2 separate regions of the Gossypium hirsutum genome follow, and region 1 is linked to region 2. Evidence: chromatin contacts called from public Hi-C data. All regions are on one chromosome and are shown on one strand. The core of a region is the stretch at or near the end of the contact, and the rest is flanking DNA. Distances in the headings are between cores, read along the strand shown.

Region 1 (5,801 bases), core at 959-3,458, 110 kb after region 2:
GTCTTTATCCCTACAATGTAGGAATTACTTCACTTGAATCAACTTTCCTTTTGGTTGGATTCATAATTGATAGTTGGGACAGACTACGAGAGAGTGCCAATACAAGAGTGCGCAGGGTCTGGCTATACGAGAGTGCGTAGCCTATTGAACTGCCAATACGAGACAAGAGGATTCAAAAGCAAAGATAATCGAAATATAAAGCAAGGTCTGGCTTGAGAGTGCACAGGCAATGCTTCACATCCTGCTTGCCATTTACTCATGTTTCTGAAAATAAATCATGTGACTGGTTAAAAATTAATACTAGCTATTAGAAGGTATCTAAAATCATAATATACTTTTATTTATGTAATTGATGAAAAATAATTTCATTTCTAAATTTTTGACATTTACTATCCCTAATTTGAATATATTTTGCTGAAATTTGATAATAGGTTCAATGGAAATCAAATTGTATATGAAAGCTTTTTCTATGCAGTGATGTTGTGCTTGTCTTGTATTGGAGATAAAGTAGATATAATGTGTAGATATGCAGTTGTCCCCTTCAAATTCTGTATTGATGTATGATTGTTCATTATTGAGTGGGATGCATTTGAGCAGGTTTGCTGAAATTACGAAGTGGTCCGATCAACCATCGGTGAAGGTGGTGGTCACAGTTGATGCACCTGCTGTTCTCAAATTAGTCATTTAAAGCAGCTTTTATAAAATATTTTCAGGAAATCTGCCAAACAGCAGAAAATATTTTATACAGATTCATCCAAACACCAGAAAAATAAATCATTTTCAGAAAAGTAAATCATTTTTCAGAAATTATTTTCCGAAAAATAATTTACTGGCAAACAAACGTAGCTTAATATTTTTTTAAAGATTTTATTTTAGTTTCTTTTTTTTTTTACATTTTTTTGTTCTCGATTTTCATGGTTTGGACCAAACTGTTATCTATGGGCCAATTTTGTTTTTGTTTTGTTTTATAAGTTAATAAAATGTCCAGCCCGATAATCTTCAAAAAAAAAAAAGATACGTACATATTAAAATTATATATTAATTTTTTGTAAATATATTTTTAAAAAAATTATTTTAAAAATAATATATATTATTAAATTTATTTTTTAAAATAATATTTTTAAAAAATATTTTATTAGTTTTTAAAATATTATATAGATTATTGCTATTTGTTTTATTTTAAATTTAAAAAAAGAAGAAGGTATTTTACATCCATTACTAAACTATTCCAAAACATCATTCTTATCTATCGAACAATAATTTATTATTCTTTATCTATTACATTAAATTAACTGAATATCGTGTCCATTTCCACTTAATAGTTATTCTATTACAATAAACCAAATATATAGTTAGAATCCTTAAATTTGAAGTTACAAAATAATGCAGGAACATTACCCCTCCTAGCAAGAAAATCGTGCAATCCAAAGAAGATATTTTTAATATGATATAGGGTTTGTTTAGTAGTGATTAAAAAAATTTACTTTTTGAAGAAAAGTTGAAATTTTTTGTTTTTCAAAAACACCTTTAAAAAGGATAAGCTAAAGCTTTTAGCTTTTCCTCTTCTAAAAGTATTTTTAGTATTTAATTACTTTTTCATCCCTCCAACAATATAATACTTTACATTCTTTCTTTTTTCCCTCGGTGTTTAATTACAAATGTGTTCAAATCATTAATTAAAAATAAAAAAATATTTTTTAAAATAATACAAATATGTTAATATCTAATTACAAATATTTAATGGTTATATTTAAATATTTAAAATATAGTTTATATATTCTAATTAAATTTTATAAATAATTAATATTTATTGCTTAAAAATATTTAAAATTTTTATTTCATATATTAAAATATTAACAACAATTTATAAAAAAAATTTATATTCTTACTAAAATATAATAATATTAATTAATTTTAATATTATTTAAATACATATTTGTTACTTGATAATATCATGTTTAATATGAACATTTTATTTTTTAAAATCACTTTTTGAGAAGAATACTAAACACTTAAATCTTGAACTAACATTTTTAAAAATACTTCTTAAAAATATTTTTTAAAAGCACTTTTCAAAAACATTATTAAACTAACCCATAATATTTTGCTACGTTCGACCCCAAGAAAATTAGGCCTAAAATAAGGTTGTCTAGTGCAAGCATGGGCGGCACATGCAAGTCAGGTTTAAAACCCTCGTCGACATGGGCACTTTGTACATCGCTTTCATGCTCTTAACGTGTTCAACTTTTGTTTTGGGTCTATTGATCTTATCTGCTGATTAAGCTTTGGAGTTTTTAGCTGCTTGTTTTTTAATTGTGCTACTCTTCTATCATTTCCAATGCCATACTTTTGCATAAGTGTTTCACTTTCATCTCACCCACATCATTTCCCCTTACAAAACACATTTATTAGTAATCATAACTTCATAATCTTATCATAACCCACACCGATTTTGAATTTGTCAAACATTGCTTTTCCTACCTCATGTTTATCTTCAAGTCATGGTTTCTTTTCTCCACTTTCCATTTCCTAAAATATTTCTTTCTATTTATTAGTTTTAGATTATAAAATTGTTCTACTCAATTTTAGTCATACTTAAATATAAGTATTATAAAAAAATTTATATTAAAAATTAGATTATATTTTGATCATTTTATTAAAAAAATGAGTAAATTAGTTCTTCTACATTAGATCAAAGAGTAATTTGGTCCTTCAATTAAAAATTTCATTCATTTTTGCTTATAAAAATTGGTCTTTGTATGTCAGTATGAGGTATATGTGGCATGCAACGTGTCACTTCTGGTTATTCTATCAACCACACTAAATTTTAACAGCAAAATCGGATGAAATTTTTAATACAAATAATTAATTTACTCTTTGATCTAATATATAGATACTAATTTACTTATTTTTCGAATAAATGAAACAAAATATAATCAAATTTCTAATTCATAATACTTTTTAGAAGTGATATAGAGAGTATAGATATGACCCAACCTCCTCTCAAAATAGATTGTTATATTATCAAAGTGTTTTTCTCCACCCTGTGATGGCATGACATAAGAATCATTCTCTTTATCACTCATCATCATTCAAGTTGAGAAACCAAATTTCATCATTGTTAATTGAACTCCAAAGTCCAAATGAAATAATCAATCTATCTAATATCGATTTGAAAATTTTATCCAAAACATTGGATAACATAACACTTTAGTTCTCTCTCTCAAATCATAACGGGAGGGGACCCTAACCGGTTCAGATTTCTCTTTACATTGTGTTATTCTATTGGTTTCTCCATTTTATTTTTTTTCTTTATATAAAAAGTTGAATGATAGTAGTTGTGTTAGTTTTCCTTTTAAAGTTGTGAGTGATGAATAAGACCCAAGTCGAGGGGCTTGGTCCAACAGGACAAAACAAAAAGATAAGCTCTTAATAGGGCGGTTAATGGATGGTTAGGACTTAGGTAAGGTCTAGTGACAATATCTTGCTCATCTTAATATCTTCTACCTATTATTTAAATGTGATGCAATAACAGAGAGAATGTAAATTTAAGTGTATTTAAATACACATTGCCTAATGTTGGGGATCGACCCGATTAAACAACGAACAAGTAAAAATAGCGGAAGAAATTGAGAAATTGAACATACAAATTTAAAGTGGAAAAACCCCTCCAAAAAGGACAAAAAAATCACGGGCAAAAATAGTTTTACTATAATGGAAAAAGAACGAAGAGTACAAAAGATGGAGATAAAAACTAAACCCCGAAAACCCGAAAAACGTAAACACAAATTTCTCTAAAAGTGTTATGAGTTCTAATCTCTAATGGGTGAATTTTTTAAGGTTGTAAAAAAACTTATTTATAGGCTAAATTCATAGGTCAAATAATAATAAAATAATCTAAACTAATCAGAGTTTGATTAAAACAAATAAATATAGTTTAATTGGAAGATTATTTCTCAAATTTGACTGAAATAGGAGTCATACTTAACAAATCTCCATCTTGACTCATATTTCCACAACGCCATCTTTGCCAAAGCCCGCCACGGGCCTATCTTGAACCTTGAACTATGCAGAGAATTAATTGAGTGAAATCTGTGCTTAGAAACTGGAAGACGTCTAGTCTTCGACTTTTACACTACCAAATCAAAACTAACCCGGGTCTGATTTTTACGAACACAGTACCCTAACTTTTCAAAACCTGCATCCAAAAGAAAACCTCTCTTCAAAGAAACGGTCATACATTTTTCCCTCCTATGACCAAGTTGCCTCTGCTCCAAATGAGTTGACTTCAACTCCGTAACGGACGAGGGACGTTTGATTTCACCGGTTACTGTAGAGCCTTTCAGAATATAAAGACTGCCGGTTCTTTTACCTTTTAACAAAACGAGAGCTCTACGAGATAATTTAATATCGCTCAACTTGATGTTGATTCTGCATCCTTTCAAGTCTAAAATACTCAAAGAGATGAGATTCTTTCATAAATCAAGTACATACCTGACATTTGAGAGTGTCCTAATCGTCCCATCATGCATCCTAATTTTAACAGTACCAATACCAATTACCTTACTAGATGAATCGTTTTCCATGCGTACAACTCCACCTTTAATCAAACTATATGTGGAGAACCATTCTCTATTGGGACACATGCGGAAAGAACATCCTGAATCTAGGATCCACTTGGACGTAAGCTTAGAGTTATCGCTCGTTGACATTGATAGGAAATCATTACTACTTTCATCGGCCAAACTAACACTAGCTACATCTTCCTCATTACTCTCAATAACCCTTTTATTTCACAGTTTATAACAATCTGCTTTGACATGACCTAACTTTTTACAATAGCGATACATTTTGTCCTACTTCTTTGATGCTACCAAAATAGAAGCTTGCTTATCTGCATTACTATCTGAACCAAACTCATTTTCGAGTTTGTCTCTACTCAATAAATGACCCTTCATATCTTCGAACAAGAGTTTATCTCTACCATAAATCAGGGTTTCGCTGAAAGACTTGTATGAATGGTGTAAATAGCACAATAATAGCATAGCCTGATCTTCATCATCAATCTGAATCTCAACGTTCTTTAAATCATTTAAAAGAATAATGAATTGACTGATGTGATCTCTAAGAAGCTCACATCGGTTCATACGAAACGTAAATAAACATTGTTTCAACACTAAACGGTTAGTCAAAGACTTAGTCGCATAAAGATTTCTAACCTTTCCACAAGGCGGATGAGGTCTTCCCCATCAATACCTCCTGCAATACCGTATTTGTGAGGCACAAATGAATTGCAAACAAAGCCTTTTCATCAAGCTCTTCCCATTCTGTTTGATTTAGATTCTCAGGCTTTTTTCTTGGTAACAACCTTTTTCAGACCTATTTGAACTAAAATTGCCATCATCCGAACTTACTACAGATTGAAATTTGTGACACCATCGAACTTCTCAATTTCAAAATTTGTTGTTGTCATCTCTGAACAGGCTGATATACAAAAATTAAACTAGCTCTGATATCACTTGTTAGGGATTGAGCCAATTAAACAACAAACAAGTAAAAATCACAAAAGAAATTGAGAAATTGAACACACAAATTTAACGTGGAAAAATCTCTCTAAAGAGGATAAAAACCACAAACAAAGATAATTTTACTATAATGGCAAAAGAATGAAAAGTACAAAAGATGGAGATAAAAATTAAACCCCGAAAACTTGAAAACAAAGAACCCTCAAAACGTAAACACAAATTTCTCTTAAAGTGTTATGAGTTCTAATCTCTAATGGGTTTATTTTCTAAGGTTGT
Region 2 (5,628 bases), core at 2,808-5,307:
CATGTACCTAACATACTGACTATGGGCTTGATCATTTTAGAGCATAAGCCTCCACTTATATCAAAGTATATTAGTTGGATACACATGATCAGTGACTGCTCCGATAGCCAAGACTAACCATCTCTTTAATTGGAATTGTAGACGACATAATAATCATTCTTAGTATTTGAATTAAATGCTCACTTTGATTCTTTTACAGGATTACAGACTCATTAAGATTATCTACTGAAATAAGTTTTCTTTCTCGCAATGTAAACATTCTTTACGATATCACTTATCTATAGTTTAAACTTTAAACAATCAATAAATTAATATTTTCTTATTACAATTTTACTATGCATATAAAATACAAAAACATAAATACAAAAAATATAATAATAAAATATAAAATTAATTTTATTTATTTATTTATCGTTTAAATAAATAAAAAATAATTACATATTTACCATAATATGAACATATTTCCCAAGAGATTGGTACTCCTTCCACTCCTCGATGTTGATGTTCAACACTGGCTATGCCTGACCCACCCACCCCTTGTCTTCACTCTGTCACTGTGCCACCTGTTTTTACTATTTGGTGCCCCCACACTCCAACGCTAATTCTTCTTTCTTCCATTTCACCTATTACCTTATTAACACATCCTTTCTTTAGATCCCATCACATTTCGGAGGAATGAATTCGGGTAATAACTTAAATGCATGTTCTATTACCGTATGTGTGTATATATATATATTCAATTTAATTCCTTTCAGCAAATTCCATGGTAGTAAGCAACATTGTTAAATATATTAATATTTCTTTATTTGTATTCAATGCATTATTATATCACCAATTAAAATTATTGGATTTTTTTTATATTTTTAAATCTACTTTTATGATTTATATTTGAGGTTCGTAAAATTTTTTAATTAATATTATTTTTAAAGTTTAAATCTTACTACCATGTAAAATTAGTACAATTAACCTTAAAAAGATTAAGTTTATAAGAAGAAAAAAATTGGGTCCAAACCCTTTAACCCAAACATGGAGGGAAGTTTCAAAATGCGTGAAAGAATGAGGAAATTTGCACGTAAGTTGATAGTAGTACTTTGAAGATCTGATGTCATGATCACAATAATTGGTAGTGAAATTGTAAACCATGCCTATTCTCTCCGATTATGTCCCAAAGATAATAATTAGAGCTATCTTTTCCCACCTCTTTTTTTAATCAAAATAATTGGAGCTATCTTTATAAAGTTCAAGTGGGCAAATTGTAAGGTTTGGGAAAAAGAATAATTTGAATACTACTCTTTGATTCGATTTTTTATTTTAGGGTTTATTGAACTTGATTCAAAAATAAAATATATATATATATTAAAATTGATGTAAATTATATTTTTATTTATGAAAAGTGTTTTTTTTTATAAAAGAGTTATTTTGATTTAAAAATCAATAAAATAAACCAATACCAATTGATGAAATTTGGTTTGGATCATTTTAAAAATCAAAATATTACAACTTATTTATATATAACAGGGTAAAACTACATTATTAATAACTAAATTATAGGTAGGTTTTCATTTTAGTCACTTAACTAAAAAAAGTTACAATTTGGCCACTGAAGTTTTTGAAATTATTTTTTTTTGTGACTTGAATGTTAAGTATCACTTTTTTAGTTGGTATAATATCAATTTAGTCCTTAGTTTTTCCACTTTTTGTTAATTTAACCCTGATTATATAAAAATGATAAAAATTGAAATTCTTTTTTAAAATTTATAAAATTATAAAAATTAAAATAAAAATAAAAGAAGATAAAATTTTAAAAATAGATACAGTGAGAGAAAATAAGGAAATTTTGATAAAATTTTAAAAATAAATAAAGTGAGAGAAAATAAGGAAATTTTGTTTTTAAGCCCTCCAAATTTTCTTTCTGTATTACTTGTATAGAGATTTCCAATACTTATTCTTTAAAAAACATAAAAAAAAACATTAAGAAAATTTATTGGTTTCCTATTTTTTACCGATAGCTTTTTCTTTATATGAAAAGAAAAACAATTTTTCATTTTAAAATTAATTTTGAGTTTTTTTTATAATTTTATATGTAATCAAAGTGAAATTGACAAAAAGTATGAAAATTATGAATTAAAATTGTTATTGTATCAACTAAAAATGTGCCACTTAATAATTAGATAACAAAAAAAATCAAAATTTTAGTGACCAAAATAAAAAACTTACTTAGAGTCTAATGACTAATGGTGTAGTTTACTATATTTATTTATTTATTTCAAAATCTATTTTTTTTTGCCAAAAATTTCAAAATCTAAGCCAAAGTATATAAAGTTTATGATTTTTTTTTTAAAAAAAGCAGCCAAAATCATTAATTTAATATAAAAGTATATAAGAATAATTATTTACTCCTCTGAAACTATTCCCTCCAGGGAAAAAAAAATTATCTCTCACATTAGAAAAAAAAAATAGAGGTAGCACATTTTATAGTCAGTTGTTTATCTTATTAGATAACACCTGTAGTGAGGAGATTAATTATAGTCACAGATGGTGAGTATGACAAATTTTAATATAAACTATCGTTAATATCACTTATCAATTTAATTATAAAATTATTAAAAGTTTATTACTTTTACAAACGTAAAAAACATTATTTTAATAGTTTTTATATCCTTTATATTTTGATAAATTTAAAAAAAAAACATAATGAGAATCATGAAAGTTTTTATTATCTCAAATTTACTATTTTATTAAAGTTTAAAAAAAGTTTTACCACCTTAATTAAAATCACTGTTGGATTTTATATTAATTTTTTCACCCACCCACGTCGTGTAAATTAATATATAAAAACGTTTTTTTTTTTTTTGTGACCATAACTTGGAATTGCCTACAAAGTAAGATTTACTCGTTTGGCCAATATAACACAATAATTAAGACTTAGCACTGTTTTCCCATAAAAAGCATTCCTTTTACAAATAATAATAATTATTATTACAATAAAAAGAACAAACATTGGTGCAATGTCCTGCTTCAGCTTCACCATGTTCCAATCCGCTTTAAGGAGAAAAAGATGAAAGGGACTCCCAATGACCCAACCCCAACCCCATGCTTCTGTCTATTTAATACTATATCTACATAACTGGCAAACCAGAAATTTTATACGACTAACTGTACAAATCAATCTTTTTCCTTTCTTTTACTAGTAAATAAATTTGGATTCCCCATTTAAGAATACGTTCAATATGAACCAATTTAGCTAAAAAAAGTCATTTTAAAGGCCCGCCCACCTCAGTACTGTACTACTGCTCGTACTGTTCATCATGCATTGTTTTTACACTTTCACAATCATTTTTATTTCCTCTTAATCGTTTCACCACATTTTCTTACTTCTTAATCGGCTCCCTAATGCTTTGAAGAAGAAGAAGAAGAAGAAGAAGAAAACCTGCCACTATTACGTGCAATAATCAAACATTAAGAGAGTGATTGATCCAATTCAACTACCTGCAATGAGAGAAGGGGTATCACAAACAAAACAAAGTTACAACATGTTGTATGTCATTTAATGCCATACTATTATCAATGGAGGCAAATAGAAAAAAAAAAATTGTCACATGGCCTCATTAAAAATGAGGGGTTTGGATGCGTTAGAAAGAGTAAATAATTGTCGTGCAGGCAAGCTGTGAGCACCATCATTTGAAACACAGACATTTACTCTGTGTGTTCCACTCAAAGTGTGTTGCAGTCTTCAATTATCTGATGCGAAATGAACTTGTTAAGACAAGGATTTTTTGAATGGATTTTCCTTACCGACTTGTGTGATTAATTTGCCTAGAGGAAAATGCCAAGTTAACACGTGGTTCTTAATAACTAGAGTTACTTGTGAAAGATCAGAACATATGAAAAGTTGCATCGAATTTTTGGGCTTAACATGTTTGGATTTTGATCTACTTGTAGGCGTTATGGGTTCATGTGAAGTTAGCCTACTGAAAATGTAAAATGAATGGATTGGTGTAGGGTTGAAGCCCATTTCCAATTTCATAATGAGGTAATGATGAATCTGAAAATTGGGTCTGTAAAACTTAGTAGAGTCTACAGATTATAGGATCTGAGACGGTAAAGCTCAGAGGCAAAGTCATCAACAGCATCCTTTGTCAATAGGGTGTTGACCATCTCACCAGCGTTTTTATGAATTTATGCTCGTGCATGATATAACGTAGACGGCACAGCATCACTTAAAAAATTATGGCAAATGAATTCTGAATATGCAATCTTATATGTTGGGTAACTAAGGGTCGCGCCTTTAGATTAATTACAGTGTTTATTGATCAGTTTATAGATGAGTGAACAAAATAGAAAGAATGAAAATAGCTACTCCTTTTTATTTATTTAGCTGTAATAGCTCCCAATAGGAGCCCAACTCAATTTATACAATAGGAAACTACTAATTACTGATAAGGTTGTTACTAACAACTCATCCTAGACAATCAATTTAGTTGTTAACAGTAAAAGAAGTTACAACCATATTTAAACTAACATAACAGACTAGTAAATAACTAACCTATGCTAATATGATAACTTAACATTCACCTATCAATCTCCGCTTGTTATGTTTCCTAAAAAAACCAAGAAAAACAAAACAAAATTAACCAACAAGAAGAAATCATACTTGAGATGAACACAAGGCATCACTTGAAGAAGGTAGCAAGGGAACGCCTAGCTTGTCTCGTAACCGGCAAAATGATGGAGCAGATAGGGCTTAGTAAGTATGTCTACCACTTTATCATAGCCAGGAACTTCACCAATAAATAGTTGTCCCTCTGCAAATTTCTCATCTAATTCAACACCTTTAAACTTGGAATGCATAATCGAATTCGCGGACACATCAACCGTACTAGTATTATTGCACCAGATTCTTGATTTATCATCCATTGCAACTCCTAACTCCATGACTAAGGACTCAAGCCACATAACATCAGCTGTGGCAAAGGCTAATCTTCGATACTCAGCCTTTGCTGTCGAACAAGAGACCACTTACTGCTTCTTAGAAGACCATGATACATGATTTCCACCAAAGAAGATGCAATATCTGGTGGTAGAGTGTCTATAGTCCACATCTGATCCCAGATTCGCATCAGCAAACCCTTCAATAAATAGTTGCAATGCTAGCCAAAACATCAAATGATGATCAAGCATACCCTTCAATTAACGCAAAATTCTCTTCATAGAATTGAAATGCAAATCTAATGGTTGATGCAGCAACTGACATATGTGATTTACTGCAAATGCAATTTCAGGTCTGGTTATCACAATATACAACAATGCTCCGATACTCATGTACATCAATGAAAGCGTCTCCCCTGTTAAAATCTAAGGTAAACTTAACCTAAAACTGTATTGAAAATAAGAGAAAGCTTATGATTAAGAATTGTATTCAGTATCTTTCATTGTTAGTCGTCTCTGTACACAATGATTTGATATTTATAGTAGATGACTACTAACTACTCTTGCTTAGCAGCTTAACAACTATTTAACAACTGAATAACAAATCGTAATTGATTCACTAATACTCTAATTTATTAACACTCTAACATCCCCTAGTGGTCGAAAGTGCATATGTGCTTACCATATACGTTGGTTGAC

The links. A called contact is a pair of places that touch in the nucleus more often than the background predicts.
Region 1: a Hi-C map of leaf shows a contact between it and region 2, with 2.9 times the contacts expected there. The contact joins two enhancer-like sites. A contact is called at or near these places in 14 of 34 Hi-C or Micro-C datasets (anther, callus, cotyledon and 3 more).

The regions. Positions count from the first base shown.
Region 1 is chrA04:74,817,398-74,823,198 of Gossypium_hirsutum_v2.1, forward strand. LOC107948836 (a long non-coding RNA gene) reads left to right here. Exons shown (of 2, transcript XR_005925677.1): 2 at 1-428. Among protein-coding and RNA genes, the nearest start is that of LOC107948836, 4.7 kb to the left of the region's middle. Within about 2 kb of position 2,209, at least 2 of the 9 cell types and tissues checked have an H3K27ac peak or open chromatin away from gene starts, as enhancers often do. A contact at or near this core is called in cotyledon and leaf, where this site is marked.
Region 2 is chrA04:74,708,679-74,714,306 of Gossypium_hirsutum_v2.1, forward strand. No RefSeq gene overlaps it. Among protein-coding and RNA genes, the nearest start is that of LOC107948029, 33 kb to the left of the region's middle. Within about 2 kb of position 4,058, at least 4 of the 9 cell types and tissues checked have an H3K27ac peak or open chromatin away from gene starts, as enhancers often do. A contact at or near this core is called in cotyledon and leaf, where this site is marked.